Regions from separate parts of the Triticum aestivum genome. Here region 2 is linked to region 1. A link is a contact called in public Hi-C data. All regions are on one chromosome and are shown on one strand. The core of a region is the stretch at or near the end of the contact, and the rest is flanking DNA. Distances in the headings are between cores, read along the strand shown. Region 1 holds the start of LOC123137407 (nicotinamidase 1). Region 2 holds the start of LOC123137409.

Region 1 (7,760 bases), core at 5,065-7,564:
GTTGTTGCTGTTTTGCTAGGCTGAATCTGCTATATTATGATGCTATGTAAACCTGCTGCTACAAGTCATTCTATGCATAATCTGGAGATGTTCACTAAGAATGTTTTGTTATACATGTCATGCTTTATCCATCCATGCCCCTGGTTGCATTTACAGTCTGTTGTAGCTTGTTGTTATCATGCTCCAAAGTTGCTATATAATGTTGCTGTCAGCCTGTTAACATTAAGTTTAGTTTTGCCATGTGTTTTGCTAGTGATCCATGCACCCTATGAACTTGCTATTGCCATGCTTAGCTTCACAAACATGTATTCTTACTGTTGGTTGCCTTATCATGCCATGTAATGCCCTGTGGTGAGTGGTACAAGCTCACCAACATGCCTACTTATCATTATTCCTACCATGTCCTGTTTGCTGAATCTGTTAACGAAACTTGCTATGTTTACATGGGTGCCATCATATCTTCTGATCCTTTTTGGCTCATGGTCAGTAAGGGACTTTTGTTTTATACATTTAGTAGGTTCATGCCATGCCTTTGTTTGCCATGATAAGTTCCTGTAGCATGTTGTTTGATGGCTCTAAACATTGCAACCTAATGTTATTTCTGCTAAATCTGAAACTGTTATTATTTGCAATCTTGCCATGTGTGTTTGAGCATGTTCTAGTGATTTCTGGAGATAGCTCAGTGTTCATGTTTTGTCATGCTTTACCTGTACATCATTTTCATGCCTTTTGTTCTCATGTTGGAGTGTTGTAGCATGTTGTTTTGATGTTTGCAATATGCCTAGTTGTTGTTTTGAACAGATTGTTGCTATAACTTGTATAGGGTGTATGTGTTGAACCGTTGCTCCGTTTTAAGTGTGCTCTATACGAAACTTGCTTGATTTTGCATGTAGCTTCATATTATCATGTTGCATCCTTGTTTTGAGGTATTTGCTTGATATTTGTATGCTTTTTGCATCAATGCCATGTTTAACTTGTTTTGCTCATATCTTCTAGGTCGTAGCTCCAAATCTAATGAACTTTACATGTAACTTGACTAGAATCTCGTGTAGATAATCTAGGTGCATCTTAACTTGCTATTTAACAACTTGAACATAATGTTTATTCAGATCTGGACCAATTTCGAAATTTGCATATGAGGACTTACCGGAATTGTTATATGTTGTTCCCGGCCTCATTTAAACTTGCCTTGATGTGTTGCTCTTGTTTGCATCATCTCTTGCCATGAGTGGCTTCATGTAGCCTTGTCATGCATCATGCTTGGTTGTGCATCATGTCTTTTATATGTGTGGTGTGTTTACCATGTTGTGTGTTTCTCTTGATAGTTCCTGTTTCGTTGCGATGGTGAGGATTCGTTCGTCTACGCTTGGTTCGTCTTCGTGGCTACATCTCCTTCATGGACTCGTTCTTCTTACTTGCGGGATTTCAGGCAAGATGACCGCTACCCTGGATCTCACTACTATCATTGCTATGCTAGTTGATTCGTTCTATCGCTATGTTGCGCTACCTATCACATGTTTATCAAGCCTCCCAAAATTGCCATGTCAGCCTCTAACCTTTTCACCCTTCCTAGCAAACCATTGTTTGGCTATGTTACCGTTTTTGCCCAGCCCCTCTTATAGCGTTGTTAGTTGCAGATGAAGTTGAAGATTGCTCCATGGTGGACAGGATTATGTTGGGATATCAAAATATCTCTTATATTATTAATGCATCTATATACTTGGTAAAGGGTGGAAGACTCGGCCTTATGCCTGGTGTTTTGTTCCACTCTTGCCGCCCTAGTTTCCGTCATACCGGTGTTATGTTCCCGGATTTTGCGTTCCTTACGCGGTTGGGTGATTTATGGGACCCCCTTGACAGTTCGCTTTGAATAAAACTCCTCCAACAAGGCCCAACCTTGGTTTTACCATTTACCTCACCTAGCCCTTTTTCCCTTGGGTTTCCGGAGCCCGAGGGTCATCTTTATTTTAGCCCCCCCCCCCGGGCCAGTGCTCCTTCGAGTGTTGGTCCGAACTGAGATGCCTGCGGAGCCACCTCGGAGAAACTTGAAGTCTGGTTTTACTCGTAGCTAGTCTCATCCGGTGTTGCCCTGAGAACGAGATATGTGCAGCTCCTATCGGGATTTGTCGGTGCATCGGGCGGTTTTACTGGTCTTGTTTTACCATTGTCGAAATGTCTTGTAAACCGGGATTCCGAGTTTGATCGGGTCTTCCTGGGAGAAGGAATATTCTTCGTTGACCGCGAGAGCTTATCATGGGCTAAGTTGGGACACCCCTGCAGGATATTATCTTTCGAAAGCCATGCCCGCGGTTATGGGCAGATGAGAATTTGTTAATGTCCGGTTGTAGACAACTTGACACCAGATATGAATTAAAATGCATCAACCGCGTGTGTAGCCATGATGGTCTCTTTTCGGTGGAGTCTGGGAAGTGAACACGGTTTTGGGTTATGTCTGACGTAAGTAGGAGTTCAGGTTCACTTCTTGATCATTGCTAGCTTCACGACCATTCCGTTTGCTCTCTTCTCGCTCTTATTTGCGTATGTTAGCCACCATATCATGCTTAGTCGCTGCTGCAACCTCACCACTTTACCCCTTCCTTTCCGATTAAGCTTTGCTGGTCTTGATACCCATGGTAATGGGATTGCTGAGTCCTCGTGGCTCACAGATTACTACAACAACAGTTGCAGGTACAGGTTATGCGACAATCATGACGCGAGAGCGATGTTTGCTTGTTTCGGAGTTCTTCTTCTGCTTCTTCGTTTAGGGGATAGGTTCCAGGTCGACAGCCTGGGCTAGCAGGGTGGATGTCGTTTGAGTTTCTGTTTGTGGTTCATCCGTAGTCGGATGGTGATCTTATGTAAGATGATGTTGTATTCGTGTGGCATTGTATGCCTTTTGTATGTATCCCCATCTATTATGTAATGTTGATGTAATGATATCCACCTTGCAAAAGCGTTTCAATATGCGGGTCTATCCTTGGTGGTACCTTCGAGTTCTTCTTGGATAGGGTCGCATATTGGGAGTGACAAATAAGTTCTCTTTTGAGACATTTACTGTAATAAGTGTGTGATTGCTACTCTGTTATAAATCCTTCAAGTACTGTGCGTGTCAACATTACCGATCCAGGGATGACACTGTTACACAGAGATCAGACTGTTTAAGGTCTGGTCGCTACAGGGAGATGGCGCGAGCTCGCCCGCGTCGCCGAAAAATCGGCGGGAGGATTTCAGCTCACTTCCCGCCGAGTCCACCCCTATTTAGCCCCCTCCCTCACCGCCCCAACTCCCGCTACCATTCTTCCTCCGTTCGAGCTTTCTCGCGGACGCGCATCGGCACTGACGAGCAGGTAAGCGGCGCATCTTCATCGGCCGGCGGTCTACGGCGTCGGCGCTCCTTCACCAGCCGACGTTGATCTTTCACGACCGTCCCCCCTCGTCCTCGAGCTGCAGCCATGGCCTCTGTGAGTTCAATCCCCCTTTCTCTCTGTTCCTTCTAGCTAGATCTGATCTGTAGGTAGGGTTTGATCTAGATGCATGGTTGATTAGTGGTCTAATCTGTGAGTTGATATGGTTGATTGCCATGATGCGGTTGCAATTTATGGTAGGGCTAGATGTTGAAGCATGTGGTAGGCTAGATTAGTAGTAGAGTTTGAAGTTGAACCTTGTGCTTGTGTTGATTCGTCTTAGATCTGTGATTTGTACCTATTGGTGGTCCATTTATAGCATGTTGTTTGCTGTAGATGTATATTCGTGCTCATAGGTTGTCATGTATGCTTAGTATGATAGCAATGAACTATATGTGCTTAGTATGATAGTCATGAACCATGTACATGTATGTTGCTGCTTTCATGGATTGTCTGGTATGCTGTGTGTTATGCTTACCATCAATGCATGCTATGATTGTAGGACATGACCACGCAGACGCAAGATCTTAGTCAGGCACTTGTCCTGTCCGACAGCCAGTTTGCTCCATCTTTTGTCAAGGACTCGCAGCCTATGTCCGAGATGGCACCTGATTTAGAGGTGTTCGCGCCTGATTCCCTCTATGTGACAGTAGTGCTCGTTGAGCCAACTCCTGCTGTTGATGCTGCTGCCGCCGTCGCACTCAAGGTAGCAGCAGCAAAGGCAAAGAAGGATGGTAGGTCGAACAACATGAAGTGGCAGCCGTTCATGTCCACGTTCGTGCTGAACAACATGTGTGAGCTCATCTCTAGTGGAGTTAGGACTAACAAGGGCTTCAAGGAGGTGCACTTGAACACTGTTGCGAAGCAGGTGTTCGAGTTCTGTGGGCAGGAGGTGTCTGCCACCCAGGTGTACAACCACCTGAGGAAGTGAAGAGGTCGATGGATCCAAGTGTCCAAGCTGAGAGACCTTAGCGGCGCCTCATGGGATGAGAACACTTGCTCCATAGTTCTGGAGGCAAAGCACTACACCGGCCATGTCGCGGTTAGGTCACAGCCCTCTTCCTTTTCATACTGTCCACCATTGCCTACTCCTAATCGCAACTAACAACACTTGTGTTTCATTCTTAGGACCACCCAAGGGACGCTGAGTTCCTCAACACACCCATACAGAACTACAGCCAGATGCAACACATCTTCTCCTTCGGGCTGGCAACTGGGAAGCATGCCATGGGCTCGGGGGAGCCTCTTGGTTCTCCCATGCCAGACTTCCCTGGGACCCCGGACGTCGAGGTCCTTGATGGCCCTGACAAGCCAGCTGCGAAGCCCTTCGACAAGCCATTTTACCCCGTCCATGATAGGAAGAGGAAGAGAGGAGGCCTGATGGAGGAGGATATCAATGTCTTTTGCAGCATGACTGAGGCAGTGAAGGAGGTTGCAACAGCCATCAGGGAGTGCAAGCCCCTCGACGTCCACCCTGACCTGTATGGCGCTGTCATGACCCAGGGTGGCTTCAGTGACGAGGCTCTCATGGCAGCTCTCAGCCACCTGCTTGACAACAAGGCCCAGGGTGTTGGGTTCGTTGCCATGGCAGACGCTCACAGGGTGCTGTGGATCAGGAGCTGGTTGGGCAAGCACTACTACTAGAGTAGTGCTGCCTGTGAGCGTGCATGATCCCCGACGGTGATGGTGGTGGCGACGACGACGACGATGACGATGACGACGAACATTTTGTGTAGCTAGGGCTGAAAACAATTTGATGGTTTGTATATTTTGGTGAGGTGGTATATACTAACCCCTCACGATGATGGGAACTTATGGTGGTAGGATGACACCCTCTTTTTGATGTGGTGGTAGGTTAACATCAAGGTAGTGCTAGGTTAAACTTGTTATGCCGTATGATCATGCATGCTTTACTTCTCTTCTGCTCCATTGTTGTTTGTGTGCTACTTTGCTTGCTACTTGTGTGTTCCATTGATTTGTTGCTTCAGCTCTTGCTCTTGTGCATTGCTAAGGCAAGTGGTATGCCGTGTTCATCGGTGATGCTTCAGGGGTTTATAGTTCATGGGAAGAAGCCAATGCACAAGTGACATCGTATAGCAACAACATTTATAGAGGGTTCAAGACTAGGCAGGCAGCAGAACAAGCTTACTCCGCCTAGGTGCGAAAGCACGGAGGCAGCAGTGTTGACAGTGGCAAGGTTGGAGGTGTCAAAGTGGAAGGTGCTAAGATGGATCGTCAGTTTGGGCTGAAGCTGAAGAACTTCATCATTTTCGCCCAGTTCATCGTCATTGCTGTGTTGTGGCGTTGATGTGCTAGGTGTGATCATTATGGGTAAGCTCATCAACTAGTGTACAAGGTAAGCACAACATGTATGTTGTATGCAAGCAGACGCCGTGTTCATGTACCGCTAGAGCCAATGCATGCAACCAAACAAAGTGCACTTACGTATTATCTAATGCAGTGACACTAGATGCAGGCAACCAAACAACTTGCAAATGACGCATTAGGGTCTGTTTTTGCTCAATCAGGTTGGGTCGAGAAGTGTATGCGATGCAGGAACTGTTCACAACGACAACCAAACACACCCTAGGAGTAGAGATAAAGCAGAGCGTCCCGAGTGTCTTTTCTCTAAAGAAATAACAAAGCACAAATGGGTATGAAATCTCGTTCATGTGTTTTGCTCAGCAAACAACGGCGTGATGCGCCGTGCAACCAATCTGACAATACGTTGGTCACAAAAGTAAACCTAAACTTGGCGTGTCGATCACACCGCAAATCAGCTCGGCGCCTTCTCACTCACTCCGACCACCCCTTGCCCTTGATGTAGGCCGTGTTTTCCCCAAGTCTGTTCGCTCATATCCGCGCGCAGCCACTTGGGTGGACGAATGAATTTCCTTCTCATCTTTTGGGTGTTCGTTTGACCAAGTTTGCCAATCAGGGTCCCGCCTCTCACCGGGGTTCCAACTGGATGGTGCCAGTCGAGAAAGGAGATTAGACAAAACGGGGCTCGTGACGACTACTTGATCGGGACCAGTCAAACCCAAACCACCAACCGCCCCTTCCCTTCACGCATCTCCATGGGGTCCGAAGCCAACGGCGGCGCCGCCGCGATTGACCTGCTCCGCTCGGCGGCACCCTTCCTGCCGGACGCCGACCTCCTCCTGACGCCCGGCACGGGGCTCGTCCTCGTCGACCTCGTTAACGGCTTCTGCACCGTCGGCGCCGGGAACCTCGTGAGTTCTGCTCCCCCTCCTCTGCTCTGTTTTTGAGTATACTGGTGACGAGCCTTCGCGCGAGGTTGATCGGCTCTTGCGGGAGCTCGGTGGTCCGGTGGATGCATGCCGCCATGCCGAAAGAGTTGGAGTTTTGCTGGTTGCTCTACGATGGGGACGCGAGTGAATAGGCCAGATATCCTCTCGCAGCTTCCTCCTGTCTTGCTTCTTGGCTCTTGTTGTTCTCTTCTTGTCACTCACTTCTCGCTCCGTCTCGTGCTTATTTCTTCTCTTTTCTCTTTCTGGCCCATCTTGAATCTCCACTTTCCCTTTTCTTCCTCCCATGAATATCAATCTGCATGAAGTATTACTTGTTTTACTTATATATAAGAAAGTTGGCGTCTGCAGGCCCCCGTCACGCCGAATAAGCAGATCGAGAAGATGGTGGAGGAGTCTACCAGGCTTGCCAAGGTGTTCTGCCAGAGGAACTGGCCGGTCTTTGCGTTCCTTGATACCCACCACCCCGATAAACCCGAGCCGCCTTTTCCGCCGCACTGTATCATCGGTTCCGGTGAAGAAAACTTTGTTCCAGGTTACTCCACATTTTTCTTATTATTACTTCTCTTAAGCCTATCGCAGAGCATGTTCAGTTTCTATGAACTGATTCTTTCATGTTGAATTGGGATATGCTAAATCGATGGTTTTGGCAACCTGATAAGATATGGGAGAATGACAACAGAATACGTTCCATATCTGGATTCTGACGAAGTTCAATCTGCTATATGCAGCTCTTGAGTGGCTGGAGAATGATCCAAATGTGACAATGAGGCGCAAGGACTGTATTGATGGTTATCTTGCTTCATTTGAGAAGGATGGGTCCAATGTTTTCAGCGAGTGGGTCGCAAAGTTCCAGATCAAAACCGTAAGAGATCCTTCCTATTTAAATGTTCGGTGAAAAAAAGTGTGATCCCCGTTTATAAGTGACTCGTGAATTTGCTTGATGCAGGTTTTGGTCGTAGGAATATGCACTGACTTCTGTGTTTTGGACTTTGTGAGTTCTACTCTGGCTGCAAGAAACATTGGCCGAGTGCCCCCGTTGGAAGATGTTGTGATCTATTCCGAGGGATGTGCGACATTTGACCTC
Region 2 (7,016 bases), core at 290-2,789, 280 kb before region 1:
CCAAACGCCACAAGAACACCCTGATTTTGCTTGGCACACGGATCTTCTGTAAAGAAGTCCAACTGTTATTTTCTTGATCATGATGATCCATGTCGCCATTTCAGCCAACTTTTCTGTTCAACTTAGTATGCAAAATCGTTCGATAGACTGACTGAACTGAAAAGGCACCACGACTGTCTTCACCCCAAGCCCAAAAATCATCTACCCTCTTGGTGCATAGCGGGATCTTCAAAATCACTCCAACGTTTATGGGAATGAACACTGTCTTCACTACATCATCTCGTCGGGACGAGGAGGAGGCATCCATGGCGAGGAAACATGTAAGACATTCGTATGTACACAAAGTAGAAACCGTCCATCAAAGGAAAAGAACAAACGATGGGCCAGCGAAAGAATCCCAACACGCATCGTGCAACGCTCAAGTGTGTGTTTCCTCTTTTTTTTCACGTGTTATGCGCAAAATAGGAGGTGTCCACAAACTTGATGATGTGTAAAATTTCGGGAGCAGCCAAAATAGCACGCATAGACTAGACTCGATACTGTCGCGTGGCTCATCCACCACTGTCTTGTTGCTGAGGTAAACCACTTACAAAAAATGATTTCTCAGTCTCCATAGAGAAATTCGGATACGCGGTATTTTATACATTAAAATGGAAAATATGTTCGTGGATTTAAAAAGATGATCACGAATATTATTTTTATGAACTTAAAGAACTATCCATAAAATTCAAAAATATTCAAAATTTTAAAAGCTCGAATAAATTTAAAAATAATGATGAATTTGAAAAATGTCAACAAGTTTTAAAAATATTCATGTATCAACAAAAGTCTTTATTTAGTTTAAACTAAAAGAAAAGAAAAACACGAAAAAAAAACTTCCAAGGAAACAAGACGAAAACCAACAGAAAAACTTCGTTCCTTAGAAAATCTGGATAATCAAAAACAATCTTAAAAAAAACCTGTTGTGTGATGTGAGAGTTGTAGAAAGCTTAAACGAGCCAAGGATAAAAGCAAACCAAATGTGCGAATTCTTCGGAATGCTTTTTGCTCTTCTCTACAAGCGAAGAATATGAACTCTTTAAATTCCCTGAAAAAGGAGACTAGTGTTGAAGAGCATCTCCAACACCGAGCTCGTGTTCGCGGTTGACCCACACTTAAACGCCCAAGGATCAAAGTAGACTGAAAGTGGGTGGGAGAGTAGAAGAAAGGAGAAGGACTGAATGGACACGTGGTCGCTCGCGTTCACTCCCGATCACGTGAGAGAGAACACTTGATGCAGCTGACGTTTCACGGGATTCACGCATCAAGATTGGTGAGTGCATTAGACGGTACATAGGGCGTTCGGGTTGAGAGTCTAAAAAACTGATGTCGTATATTTATCATTTATCAATTCTGATTTTTGTTTGGACAAATTCGAATTATAACCGTACAAAGCGCGAGTTTTACATCCCTATCCCCAGGGCTCTATCCGTCTCGGGCCGGGCCACAACAAATGAAAACCCTAATAACCGGGCGTGGCCCAATGGCAGTTTCCCGCACCGCCCAGCGAAATCCGACCGTTGCGCTCCTCGCCTTTTCCCCTCTTCCTTCCCACCGCGCCGCTCCCGCAGACCCTACCTAAGTTTTCCCCAATTCATTTGGCTCCAATCCATCCCCGAACAAGGCAAGAACACGGACAAGCCAAGAAGAACAACTCCCCAGCGTCTCCGGCGAGGTACTCCTCCTTCTCCCCCCTCTTCCTCTCGCGTCCTGACCTAGGCTCTAAATCTCTCCTACCTCCCGCGCGTCGCCGTTCGCGTTCTTTCCCCGTCGGGACACCGCGTTCCTGCTGCCTCCGCCTCCGTTCCGCGGCCTTTGGCCATAGGGTTTTGATTGAGGTATGTACGAGGCTGTTCTCATCCAGCGATTACTGAGATCCCACCGACCTTCGCGATTTCCGGGGCGCACCACCATCTAAATCCGCCCTGTCCATCCATCTGGTTCGCGTATTCTTCTTCTTCTTCTTCTCGGGCAGGGTTATGAGCATCGACGCTTATGTCTTCTGATCTGTTTTCTTGGACACGCCAAGCGTGGTCTTTCTGAACACGCGTTGCATATTCCACAGCGGGATTGCTGTTAACCTAAAATATATGTGAGATCTGGGTTTGCCTTTTCGAAACAACGTGGTCTGATGTGTAAGCTGCAATTTCTACACCATACAATAGGATAGGGAAGTCCTTGATTCATATCTGTGAGCGGAATCTTGGTTGCCTTCACAAAACAATGTGGTCCGATGTTAAAAACAAATAAACCATATGCTGATTGCAAGTTTCTTTACAGCACAATAGCGTTGGGAACTCGTTGTGTATTGCTTCTGTCGTCTGATTGATTTCCCTTTGCGCAGCAGCGTTTAATTCCATCCAGGCTTTCGAGGTACAAGAAGAAAGGCTTCTGTTCGGCCATGGCTTTCCCAGCTCCAGCTGCTGTATTCCTTGATGAGAACCTGCCAATCCATAGAGGTGAGCCTTCTTTCGCTCGAAACTAATTCATGGTATGGAAGTTCCCTGTTGTAAGCGTGTTCCTGGTGTGCAGGCAAGAGGACTGATGGGCTGAACGCGAGGCCACTGAAACCATCAGCAAAGCCATCAGCAAGGAAGGCCCTGCGGGATGTGTCCAACACCAGCAAGCCCCAAGCGCCTAGCATTCAAAAAGGCCACCCCTTGAAGGACAGGTCCGTCCTGAAAGACAAGTCTGCTCTTCGCAGCCAAGAAGCCATTAAGAAGAACCCACTGAGCAAGACTACAATCTATGCTGATGAAGCCACCAAAAAATGTCATGAATGGGCCAAGGGTGGGGTGGAGGGCACCCACTTCACTGGGAATGATGCTCAGAGGTTGGACAGTGACAAGATAGACAAACGTGAGAATTTGTGTCTTATAGTTTGCTTCATTTGCCTGTTCGTATGTGGGCGGACCTTTTCAATATGTGCATCTAACTGGTTATATCATGTCTGTGCAGGTGTCAAGAAGAAAGTGGAGAAAATAACGTCAGCATTGCATGACTGGTCAGATGTGATATTTGATCCTCTGCTGTTTCCAGCTAAGGTAAGCCACCCACATGCACTGTGTTTTTAAAACTCCTCCAGGTTATTTTGAATGTCTACATACTTCTGTACGCATTTCGCCAGTTCACACGTAAACATTCTGTTAGTATTGGTCTCTTGGTTCGATAAACTGCTAAATTTACATCCGGATTAACTAATTATGGTAACGTTGGCAAACAGGAATAATGTTTATCTCAGTATGCCTTACTCAGCTTTCTTTCATAACCGAATGCACTATCTACCTACTGAACTTGCTATGCCTTTTACTATGACATAAGCATAGAAACAAAAATTACATGATTACTTGTTCCACTGTTTCTTTTAGCTAATGTTGGTACATAAACCAATGTGTATAAATTCATAAATGTGATCCTTTCATGCCTCTTGCATGGAGGAACTGTATCATGTCCTTTTACCACAAAAGAAATATTTGCCATTATTGATTGCTGCAAGCTTGTTCTTTTTATCTGTAGAAGCAATTAAGAAGTAGTAAAAATGTGGACTAGGCAACAAAGATGTACTCCCTCCATTCCAATGAATGAGGCGCACACATTTCAAAAATCAACCTTGACCAACAAAATGTATGTTATATGTGATAAAAGTTACGCTATAGGATTCATATTCAAAAGAACTTTCAATGGTGTAATTTTTAAGTCACTAAAATATATATTATTGCTGTAATTTATGGTCAAAGTTGGATTTTGAAAAGCATGGGCGCCTTATTCAATGAAATGGAGGGAATAAGTACTTATGGATGTTGCTTCTGAATTCATATAATTCTCTGTTGGATACACCCCTTGCAGCACTTCACAACTAGCTATAGTTAAACTTGTGGATGATACCGCTGATAATTCTCAATCTGGATTTCCCTAAAATATTTGTTTAAGCTCTCAACCGCAGTTTTATCTGTTTTTTCTTTTGGAAAATTTGTTTATGTATATTAGAATCTTCAACTTTGCTAATTGCTAGTAGCACTGTAGGAATTTGTTTCCACTATGCTGTTGACGGGTGTCTTGTCCTGTTTCAGTTTATTTACTTTGAGTTTACCCGCAATGATTATATGGATATGCATACTCGTATTAAACAATGGTGTATATATTATCTTCTTGCATCTGTTTTGTGTAAATAACACATGGCATGTATAAACTGTTGGAAGGGATGATCGGACAGAGAGGAAATATGCGCGAGAGAGACAAGTTTTGTGCAGTATAATCGTACTGCTTTTCTGTTCTTCTTCTCCTCTACTTATTCTTTGGATACAAACTAACTTGAGCTAAAAATGGGCGTTGGACCGAGTTTAACGGCCATGCCTCCCATAGCCACTCGTCCTTCAACCCTACATAGCCGCCCAACGACCATGCCATTGCCATACCATAGCCACTTGTCCTTCTCTCCCCTACATAGCCGCCACAATCACCTTGATCTGTGTCATCCCATGGAGTGAACCGGCAGCCCTAGTTCTAAGGAAACAAAGCATACTTGGCCAAGACGTGCACATGCACACGTTACATGGCCCCTTATTCAGCTGACTGAAAATCAAACTAGCTAAGGGATTATAGGCTGACATAAACCAACAGTCATTGCTTAGTCGTCTAGTATGTTCCTGTTCCTTAGTTTACCTAGTATGTTCTTGTTGTTGGTCTTTACATGCTAATGAAGATATCCTTGTTTGTCATTTGCTCATGCTCCCGTGAACAACATTTGTTGTTTCTGTTCCTCTCTTTAATGCATTATGTTGATACCAGAAATGTAATATCTGTTTGTTGACGATTCAGGCAGTTGCACCGTTTTATGAAGAAGTAAATGTGCTGGAACTGGAGCCTGAGATTCTTCCAGACATCAGTGGGCGTCTCTCGATTTCAGGTCTCTTTCTCCTCGCACATTCATAGGCTCGCTCTAGTTCGTTTAACGTGTCACTCAACGCATTACGTGGCGATCTGCAATTTTGTTTCAGTTTTCTCACATGTAACTCGTGTGCATTTGCATCCAGGCGATAAGGCAAAGCTGACTGAAGATTCTTTTGATGAAGTTGAGCTTGACAGCTACTCATTCCTGGAGGACAAGCCTGTTGAGTTTCAGCTGAGAGACGAGATGAGTCTTTATCCATGGAGCCTGGAGTCAGTGAACTGAAGAGTCCCTCTGCCCACCTGAAAAAACTTCAAACTCCACTGCTGTCACTGCCCTTGCAACGCTGCTTGCTCAGGAGCAGTCGACTGTAGAACTAGAACGCTAGATGCTGCTGTTCTTTTCTCCCGTCTGTTGTGATGGATGAACCTAACGTACTATCGGGTTTCAGTGTTGCAGTGGAAGCAGCTTAGCTTCCTGTTTGTTTTGGCTGAGATGCTTTTTCAGTCAGTGATGTGTAAATGGTCGCATAAGATCGTTCCTCTACTGTGAACTGTGCGGGTTTGATCTCTGATTTTTCAGCTTGGTCATCGGTTAACTGTCTTTTGCCAAAATTGAAACTTTCATATACACGGTTTTATGGAGAGTATGGTTTTGGAATAGAACTTTGGTTTGTGCAAAGAAAGCATTTTGCTAAGTGGATAGATGAGTCAGGCAAAGTCACTTCAATCTTTATTAAAAGCAGAACGCATTAGCAGGTAAAGAATCTGCCTGTTTAGATAGTGATGACCAAGCTTCTCATTTCCTCAAGTGGAGCTTTGCCGTGCATGCACTAAGAGCATCTCTAACCTTGTCCTACAATTCCTTGAATTTTCTCCCAAATCTCAACTTCTAAAAAATTAGCAGTTAAAAGCTGGGCGCACCTAGTCCTTTCTCTATATTTAATTCCCTAATAACAATTTTGCGACGGATTATTCCATACTTCAGCACAAATATTTCAAACGATTGCACAACAATTTAAGCAATTGAAATGCACCGCTTCCAACAATTCAGCTAAAAACCTAAGCATAGTCCACCCAGTCCAATAATTTAACTAAAAACATAAACTTAATTCATCGAAAAGCCACCAAATCAAAAAAGTTCATCCAAAAACCACCACATGGCACATACTTCATCAAAAGCCATCATCGAACTCCACCAAATCATGCACTCTCATGGTCACTACCACCACCACCACCACGAGCACTCGGGCCGATCCTCGATTTTGTCATGATCTCTCCATGAGTGCGTTATCTATATTGTCTCGCCATTTCATCCATCATGCTCACATCTCCCGGTGTTCCAAGACCGGTGGTATTGTCGAGAGACAACAAATTTTTTCGAAGGTGTTGTGGGAGTTGGATCAAGATGGTAGCACACAAGATTCACGATCTACCCAGGTCCTGACCCTACCCCGAGGAGTTGAAACCCTACTCCTGCCTTTGGTGGTTGTGTTGCTCGAGTGCTTGGCGATCGAGAAGATGGTCGGGAGATCGGTTTCTTGGGTCAAGCTCTCGGCCTTGGCGGCGGAAAGGAAAAAGATGGTGGTCGGTGAAACCCCTAGCTCTAGATTGATCTTGCATGTGTTCAATCTCGCCCAGGAGGGCCCCTAGCTCGCATTATATACCTGACAATGCTAGGGTCACATGGCTTAGGTTAGAGTACTACTAGGCTCGCGCCCTCGGTTGGATTGAGCCGTGCCATGCTACAGTGGCCCTCTACTTCCTTGTCTCCCAAGTTGGTGCGGAGCCAGGTTAGCGCCTAGGCCCAAATGGATCACTCAACACCTTGGTCCATGACGTGGTAGGGCTTGCGCCCGGCTACCATGTCAGCGTGTCATATCCTCGTCAGTAGAACTCGATTGTCGTTGACCTACCTATTGGGAGGTCACATGAGACTTGTTGGATTCCTGAAGGAAGAAAGAGAGAAAATAGGGTCACATGGCTCTAGAGCCATCTATTGCGTGAGGGAATCTGGTCGGGTTGCCAATGGCGTTTGGAAATCCCAAGAGGGTTGCTTCCAACTAGCGTCCCAGCAGGGGGACCATCTT

The links. A called contact is a pair of places that touch in the nucleus more often than the background predicts.
Region 2: a Hi-C map of leaf shows a contact between it and region 1, with 5 times the contacts expected there. The contact joins the promoter of LOC123137409 here to the promoter of LOC123137407 in region 1. A contact is called at or near these places in 3 of 5 Hi-C or Micro-C datasets (all in leaf).

The regions. Positions count from the first base shown.
Region 1 is chr6B:446,921,592-446,929,351 of IWGSC CS RefSeq v2.1, reverse strand. It overlaps LOC123137407 (nicotinamidase 1), which reads left to right and starts at 6,314. Exons shown (of 5, transcript XM_044557158.1): 1 at 6,314-6,637; 2 at 7,025-7,208; 3 at 7,405-7,538; 4 at 7,623-7,760. The coding sequence starts at 6,482.
Region 2 is chr6B:447,202,282-447,209,297 of IWGSC CS RefSeq v2.1, reverse strand. LOC123137409 reads left to right here and starts at 1,539. Exons shown (of 6, transcript XM_044557160.1): 1 at 1,539-1,714; 2 at 2,387-2,498; 3 at 2,572-2,898; 4 at 2,998-3,083; 5 at 4,858-4,945; 6 at 5,073-5,592. The coding sequence starts at 2,441. The coding sequence ends at 5,212.